Linked DNA regions of Mus musculus: region 2 is linked to region 1. The links are chromatin contacts, called in public HiChIP or PLAC-seq maps. All regions are on one chromosome and are shown on one strand. Each heading gives the region's core, a stretch centred on a gene start, on an enhancer-like site or on the middle of the called end of the contact. The rest is flanking DNA. Distances are from core to core; before and after follow the strand shown.

Region 1 (4,312 bases), core at 692-3,191:
TCAAGTGCTAGGATTAAAGGCATGTGCCATAATGCCTGGCTAATAAATGTTAAGAATTTTTTTAAAATGTAGCTTATTTTTTCACTGACCCAGTGAGGCAGAGAAGGATAGATGGGGCTGTGTGTGGCATCTTGAGGGAACTCTCTCTTCTGCCACCATGTCAAGGACACATTTGTTATACATCTCCCTTCTCTGCATGTTCCCCTGCCCCTGCCCACCCAACCTTTCTCTCCCACAAACAAACACTTTGGCCGGGCAGTGGTGGCACAGGCCTTTAATCCCAGCACTTGGGAGGCAGAAGCAGGCAGGCAGATTTCTGAGTTCAAGGTCAGCCTGGTCTACAGAGTGAGTTCCAGGACAGCCAGGGCTACATCTAGCTGTAGCCTATCTCAAAAAACCAAACCAAACCAAACCAAACCAAACCAAACCAAACCAAACCAAACCAAACACCACTCTGGTGTTTAGCACAGCATGGACCTCCATGCTGAAATCATTTTCAGAAAGTTTTAGCTAGATTGTAGAGACACATTCGTGTCATCCTAGCACTGGGGGATTGAAATGGGGCATCAAGAGGACTAGGTTAGCTTCAGTTCCATAGTGAGTTCAAGGCTAGCCTGAGCTGTGTGAGACTCTATCTTAAAGAAGGGGTTTATAGTGTTCTTTTCTTCTCTCTTCTTTTCTTCTCTTTTCTCTTCTCTTCTCTTCTCTTCTCTTCTCTTCTCTTCTCTTCTCTTTTCTTTTCTTCCTGTTTTGTTTTTTTAAGACAAGTTTTCTCCGTGTACCCCTGGCTGTCCTGGAACCCATTCTATAGACCAGGCTGGCCTCAAACATTCTGCCTCTCAAGAGATGGAACTAAAGGTGTGCAACACCACCATCTGGTTTATAATTGTCTTCACATAAATGTGTGTGTGTGTGTGTGTGTGCGTGTGCGTGTGCGTGTGCGTGTGCGCCTGTGCGCCTGTGCGCCTGTGCGTGTGCGCGTGCGCGTGCGCGTGTGTGTGCGTGTGTGTGCGTGTGCGTGTGTGTGTGCGTGTGCGCCTGTGCGTGTGCGCGTGCGCGTGCGCGCGCGTGTGTGTGTGTGTGTGTGTGTGTGTGTGTGTGTAAAACTTGCAGGAGCTGATTCTTTCCTTCTTCTGTGGGACCTGGAGATGGAGCTCAGGCTCTTAAGTTCTGGGATAACAATTGCGGCGCATCACACCACACTCTACCCTTCCTGGTACACTTTCAAGATGGCCAACACTGCATCTTCATCTACATCCGTATTTCTGACCTTCACACACCTAGTTCCCACCTCTTGTATTCCTTACAGTGAACTCGCTCATTAAGTCTCACTTTTTTTCCCCATGCATTCTGGGGTTTCATTTCACACAACAAGGTCTGGATTCTGTCATTCAATGCACAAAAGGTCAGCGTCAAATGGGAGGGCAAGGACCAGGGCGAGGGATATAGCTGAGTTCTCCATACAAAGCCATTTAAGCTCTAGTTTAAAACAAAACAAAACAAAATTTAAAAATAAATAAATAAAAAGCCCAGTGCGTGAGTCAAACAAAACAAACCCACAAAACATTCCAGCCCCCAGGACACAACGCCGTCTGGGACTTTTGCAGTGGCATGGTCACTTCCCCAGCTTCTCTTTAGCTCGAGCCTGGTCCTTCCAATCCCACCTGTCACTGCTGCTGGCTCCCTGTGACTTCTCTGAAGCTGAGAGGCACTGTACAGTTCCAAGTACTCTCACAAGTAGCTGGAGATGATTAATCCCGCCTCCCTGGGCTCTTTCTACTATTTTTAGGCATCCCTTGATGTTGTGGTTACAGAAGGCTGAGCCTTGACCACTCAGCCACTCAGCCCCTATTTATCATTTCATCATTCACATCCCAGCCTCCTCTGCTCCAAAAGTAACTTGAACTCTGCAATCAAGTGTGATTCATCCCCGGCTCCAGCGTCTGGCTCTGCAGACCTATCTGGCTCAATAGTGAGCGCCGGGGAGGGCATGCTGACATTCCAAAGACCTCACTCATTCCAACTTCAGTGGATCTCAGTAGCACAAGCAAAGAAGACAACAAGATGACAGGTCCCACCCTCAAGGGACCAGACAGCCTCCCTGAGTGGAGCAACTCATTCCGCGCCTGGCACAGCAAGCCCTAAAAATGTTATCCGCTGATTGATTGACATGGTGATCAGAACATGGTACCAAGAACGTAGCCACAGGGGAAAGACAACAGCAAAACCAACCAGAAGGGCTTACGGGATTACAGGCACCTTGGCAAAGAGAACCCTAGATTATCCCTCATTGGGGACATGAATATTCCAGCCCTAAAGAAAGACAATAGCTGCTGCCTCACCTAGGGAATGAGAAAAATTGCCATTTTGGGATGATTTACCAGGCTGGGGATGAAATCAAGGACACATACACTGGACAAGTGCTGTACTGCTGACCCACACCCTCAGTCCCTCCCTGGGGGATTCTAGGCAGGGGCTCTACCACTGAGCCACGCCCCCAGCCCCTCCCTGGGGGATTCTAGGCAGGTGCCCTATCTACCTCCATCTTGCTGCCCCAGCATGGAAAGGTGTTTGTTGTTGTTTTGGGCATTTGGGGGGGGGGGAGGAAGGTTGTTATTGTGGTTATGTTTGAGCTTTTTCTTGAATAATTTTCTAAAATACCAATAATCATCATTACATTTTTTGTAGCCATGTTGTACACACTTATAATCCTAGCACTCAGGAAGCTGAGACGGGATCACTGTGAATATGATGTCAGTCTGGGTTAGAACAGTGAGTTTCAAGCCAATGAATATTAAGAGTGTGAGAACTTGCCAGGCAGTGGTGGCGCATGCCTTTTATCCCAACATTTGGGAAGCAGAGACAGGAGGATCTCTGAGTTCAGTACCAGCCTGGTCTACAGAGTGAGTTCCAGGACAGCCAGGGCTACACAGTGAAACTCTGAAAAAAAAACAAAGTGTGTGTGAACTTGTCTCTTTAAAAAAAACAAAACAAAGCGAGACAAAAGCTACAGCTGTTTGTATGCTGTGGTGGTTTATGTTGTTGTCCCCTTGACAGGCTCAAGAATCATCCAAGGGACAAACCTTCAGGCACAGCTGTGAGGAACTCTTCAAATGGGGTAAATGAAATGGCAAGACCCACCCTAATGTGGGCGCCACCATTCCCTAGGCTGGAGGCCTTTACTAAATAAATAGAAGGCAGGCTGAACTCCAGCAGCCATCTCTCTCTCTCCTCTCTGCTTCCTGAGCTTCCTGACCGTGGTTGCCATGTGACCAGCCATCTCACGCTCCGCCATGTTCTCCCCACCCTAGGGTGCTGTACCGAGGAACTGTGAGTCGAAACAAACACTTCTTTTCTTCCTTCCTTTTTCTTTCTTTCTTCCTCTTCTTCCTTTTCTTGGAAACAGGGTCTCTCTATTAGTAGCCCTGGCTATGCTAGAGCTTGCTATGGACTTGAACTCACAAAGATCTGCCTGCCTCTAACCCTGTTAGTGCCAGGATTAAAAGTGTGTGCCACCCCATCCAGCAAACCCTTCCCTTCTGAGGTTGCTTTTGCCAGGCATTTTCTCACAGTTGTGAGAAAAGTAACATATGCCAGTCTCTTGATTACCACAGAGGGAAAGATGGTGAAATATACGCTACAAACACAGAGACAAGAATGTTCACTATGTCAGCACTTGGTACAGAAAAAGGTGCTTGTTTTTATTTTTGTCCCAACGGAGACATAAATTCAGCCCCCAAAGAGGTTTAAAACTCCCCCTCTCTGAGAGTTCTATTTTTAGTTTAGAAGAACACTTGAGATACAAAAACAACATTAGCCCAAAAAGGTCAGACTTTCTTATGGTCATTCTGTCTGCCCAGTAGCCCAAAATGAAGAGAAGAGGGGAAAGAGCAGGTGGGGGCTGTCTGCCAGGAGGGGGGCTCAGGCTTCCATGCATGAGTGGTATTTCAGGGCTGAACTCTCTGTCTCTGTCTCTGTCTCTTCCTCTCTCTCTCTCTCTCTCTCTCTCTCTCTCTCTCTCTCTCTCTCTCTCTTAGGCATGGACTGGTTGTTCCCTGCTTTCTACACTTGGCAGTTTCCTTTTCCCCCAGAAAGAGTCCAGGGCCCTGTCCCTCACCACTTGCTCTTGAGAATGGGATAGAGGGGGGAAGGAAGAGGGAGACAGAAGGGGAGAGAGGTTGGCAAAGGGATTATTCAAGGCGAGCTCTCCCCATGTGTTGCCTGGAGTCACCCACAGCATGGCTCCCCTGAGGTTGACAGGGAGGATGCCTGGCTCACCACATTCCAAGACAGGAGTGGGGGTCTTATGCTT
Region 2 (3,945 bases), core at 712-3,211, 360 kb after region 1:
ACACTCCCATAGGGTTTCTTTGTGTAGCCCTGGCTATTCTGGAACTCACAAGAGTTCTGGCCAAGAACTCACAGAGATCTGCCTGCCTTTACCTCCACAGTGCTGGAGCTAAAGGATTGCGCCACCTCCCCGCCACAGTTACCTTTGAAATGTTTATTGAATGCGTAAACGAAAGAAAGAAAAAAACAAAACAAACAATCCCCGCCCCCCTCCCCAGCAATTCCAGACGCCCTGAATCAATGATAAGGTTGTTGGCAGTGAGCAGACACTAGAGGGAGACAGAGTGGTGGAAAGGTGGCTTAGGGGATACCTTCCGCGGGAGGCTCCCAGCCCTCTGAGCTTCCTTGGCTATGCAAGATAAGAAAAACTCCGGGGGATTCAGGCCCAGTCTGCCCTCTGCTCTATTCCTTGCGGGACCAGGAAAACACGACCGGGTTCACCACGCGAAAACAGGAAGTATGGATCCCTGCCCACCGTTGCCTGGAGAATGGGCGGGGCCGTCCTTCCCCAGGATGCCCGGGTTTGGCACTCCTGGCTCTAGACCCTGGAACTAGCTCTTCCGGATTGGGGATTTAGCTACTCACTCTTATATTGGTCAGCCTTTATCTGATGGGACTCACATGAAGCACCCCAATGGTTTCTATCCCAACACACAACTAGAGAACAGCCCCCCGGCCGTGTGTGTGTGTGTGTGTGTGTGTGTGTGTGTGTGTGTGTGTGTTAGAAGAGGTTGTAAATTATGTGTATGTGGAAGTGCACATCTGTGTGCCTGTGGAGACTAGAAGACATGGGTGTTGTTCCTCAGGTGACACCCTCTTTGTTTTTGTTGAGAGGCAGTCTCACTGGCCCAGAGCCTAGGGTGGCTGGCCTACAAGGCCCAGGAATTAACTCTTCTGTCTCCATCTTCCTACCACTGGCATTACAAGCATACATCGTCCTATCTGGTTTCTTTTCGAATAGGTACTAGGAATGGAACTCGGGTCTTCATATTTGCAGGACGAAGCTCTCTCCCCAGGTCCCTGTGTCTTTAATCAGTGTCTACAATGAAAGCCCCCAAGCCAATGTAACACATAAATCAGGTTGAGTCCACTGCTATCCCTAGTCCTTGCCTCTCTGGGGTACTCCCAGAAGTGGACTCCACACCTCCCAAGCCTGCGTCTGTCATTAAAACATGTATTCAGCTGGGCAGTTGTGGCTTTAGTCCCAGCACTCAGGAGGCAGAGGCAAGTAGAGCACTCAAAATCTCCACAATTGATTTTTAAAAATATTTATTTATTTATTTATTTATTTATTTATTATATGTAAGTACACACCAGAAGAGGGCATCAGATCTCATTATAGATGGTTGTGAGACACCATGTGGTTGCTGGGATTTGAACTCAGGACCTCTGGAAGAGCAGTCACTGCTCTTAACCGCTGAGCCATCTCTCCAGCCCCTACAGTTGATTTTTATGTGTGTGGGTGTCGATGAAGCGGATTTGAGCTAAACCAAGCTAGAAGGATTCTAGCTCCTTTTTCTAATATATATTTATTTGGGTGCACATGCGCGAGTGTGTGGGTCTACCGCACATACTATGACACACATATGAAAGTCAGAAAACAACTTTTCTGCTCTCTCCTTTCACTCTGTGAGCCCCAGGACTCACCAGGCTTAGTGGCAAGTGTCTTTACCTACTAAGCCATTTTAACAGTCCACACAGAACGCACTTAGCATGGTTTTGCTACAACTGAATTTGACAAGGGAGTGTTAGAAGGGCCTAGGGAAAGTCTAAGTTTGGTCAAGCAATGCCTGTGTGCACACTGCAGCCCTTTAGCCTTTACAGAGCAAGAAGTCGCAGACGGCACAGGGGGCGGGGGAGGCAATAGCAGAGGAGAAACTTGATTCACAGCCCTGGAGACTTCCAGAACATCCAGTCCAATGGTCTCATTGTGCAGATGAAGAAAATGAGTCACATTTGCTGGCCTCTGGCCAAGGTCAAAAGCACTCAGGTCCCCAGACTCCCTAGCTAGACAGATTCTCTCGGCTCTACGGCCAAGAACAGTTGGGGATGGAGAATGGCTCCCTAGCCCTGTCACCTGGCCCCTTGTTGATCCCCTTCAGTAATGATGGGGGTAGGCAAGCTTCATGCCAGTGGGGAAATCAGACTCCCAGGGAGACACATTGAGATGTTCTGGGAGAGACCCCAGACACCCCCACGTCGAGTGTGCTATACCGATGACTATGCTTATTTCTGGTACCCAGTAAAGCCGGTGACTGGTACAATCCATCAGCTGTCGGGCCTCTCTGCCTAGCAGCTCCCGGAAGACTCCAGAGTGTTCTCTGAGGCTGAGCCAGAAAGGGAGGGGCTGGCTGGGGTGCAGCTGGCAGAGGCCTGTCAAGGGTGTGGCTGGCATGGCCAAAAACTCAGGCACTTTCGAAAAGGGAGGAGGGAGTCACTTCTCAGAGCACTCCAGACGTTGAGGTTACAGACAAGAGGAGGGGCTCTTCCATGGAGGAAACCCCAGACTCCGCAGAAGTGGGGCTATGGCCTGTCAGCCACAGAGTTCAGGGAAATCTCTAGATGATAAAGTTGCTCCTGTCTCTTCCCCCTCCCACCCCTCTACCCTTCCTGCCCACCCCAGCTCCTCCATATATCTCTGCTTGGCCTTGAACTCATTATGTAGAGCAGGTTAATCTCAGACTCAGATCTGCCTGCTTCTGGCTCTCAACTGAAGGCTTGGACCATGCTCCTCCTATACCTTTCTCTTCTCTCTCTTCTACCCTCCCTTTCTTCCCTCTGTGTCTCCCATCCTCTTTTTTTTTTTTTTTTTTTTCTTCAGTGCTGGGAATTGAACCCAGACTCCATGATAATGCAGAGGAGTTCTACCACTGAGCCATACCCCATGCCATCTTTTGACTCTTTTTTTCTTATTTTTATGTATATGGGTGTTTTTTTTTACCTGCCTCCATGTCTGTGCACACATGTATGTAAATCTAGAAGAGGACTTGAATCTCTTAGAGCTAGAATCAGGGGCTGGGATTCGAACCCCGGTCCTCTGGAATTGCAACAAGTGCTCATAGCTGCAGAGATAACCACTGAGCTGTCTCCTCAGCCTCCTTTTCTTGCTTTTTATTTTGGGATATAATCTCATTCTGTAGCCCAGGCAGACCTTTGCTTTCAACCCATCTGCATCGGCCTGCAGAGCAGGGAGAACAGCATCCCCGTGTCTCCAGCCACACACACACACACACACACACACACACACACACACACTCACACACACACACACTCACACACACACACACACTCACACACACACATACACACACACACATACACACTCACACACACACACACACTCACACACACACACACACACACACACACACGAGCCACAATGTCCAAAATGAAAGAACACAAACTGGGTATGGTGGCACACACTTGAAAGGTAGAGGCAGCAAGACGTCACAAGTTCAAAACCAACCTAGTCTACACAGTGAGTTCCAGGTCAATTAGTGTCACATAGCAAGACCCTGTCTCAAACAAGCAGAACAAAATGAAAATAAAAACTTGAAGGCCACTGAGAGAGACGCCAGCTCACCAGACATACTTCATGACATTTGGGACCCGGCACAATGATGTCAGTTAAGTAAATGAGAGCCACTGGGTAGAGGCTCTCCCTGGGATGACCGGAGTTCAATCCCAGGAACCCACATGATCAGAGGAGAGACTGCCTCTGGTGAGCAGTCTCATGGCATCCAAACATGGGCCATGACATATGTGCCCCTTACCACAGACACAAATAAATGTACTTAAAAGAATTATTTAATAGGCAGATGAATTAGCCCTGGTTTTCAAATCATGAAATGTAGGTTTAAGAGGCTATCAGACCAGTACCAAGTTTCAAACTCAGCCCTGCCTGTCTGACCCCAAAACCCAGTTTCTCCCCAACCTGCTTCTCATC

What was found. HiChIP or PLAC-seq counts read pairs in DNA pulled down with a chosen protein or histone mark.
Region 2: an HNF4G HiChIP or PLAC-seq map of pancreatic cancer cells shows a contact between it and region 1. The contact joins two enhancer-like sites. A contact is called at or near these places in 1 of 39 promoter capture datasets (the HPC-7 cell line), 3 of 115 datasets of contacts at active chromatin or transcription factors (the NIH/3T3 cell line, bone marrow-derived macrophages and pancreatic cancer cells) and 1 of 9 other capture datasets (embryonic stem cells).

What each region holds. Positions count from the first base shown.
Region 1 is chr5:135,520,645-135,524,956 of GRCm38.p6, forward strand. All of the region lies in intron 1 of Hip1 (huntingtin interacting protein 1), which reads right to left. Among named protein-coding and RNA genes, the nearest start is that of Gm52790, 13 kb to the right of the region's middle. Within about 2 kb of position 1,942, at least 71 of the 459 cell types and tissues checked have an H3K27ac peak or open chromatin away from gene starts, as enhancers often do. A contact at or near this core is called in the NIH/3T3 cell line and pancreatic cancer cells, where this site is marked.
Region 2 is chr5:135,877,685-135,881,629 of GRCm38.p6, forward strand. No RefSeq gene overlaps it. Among named protein-coding and RNA genes, the nearest start is that of Gm22450, 4.0 kb to the left of the region's middle. Within about 2 kb of position 1,962, at least 146 of the 459 cell types and tissues checked have an H3K27ac peak or open chromatin away from gene starts, as enhancers often do. A contact at or near this core is called in the NIH/3T3 cell line and pancreatic cancer cells, where this site is marked.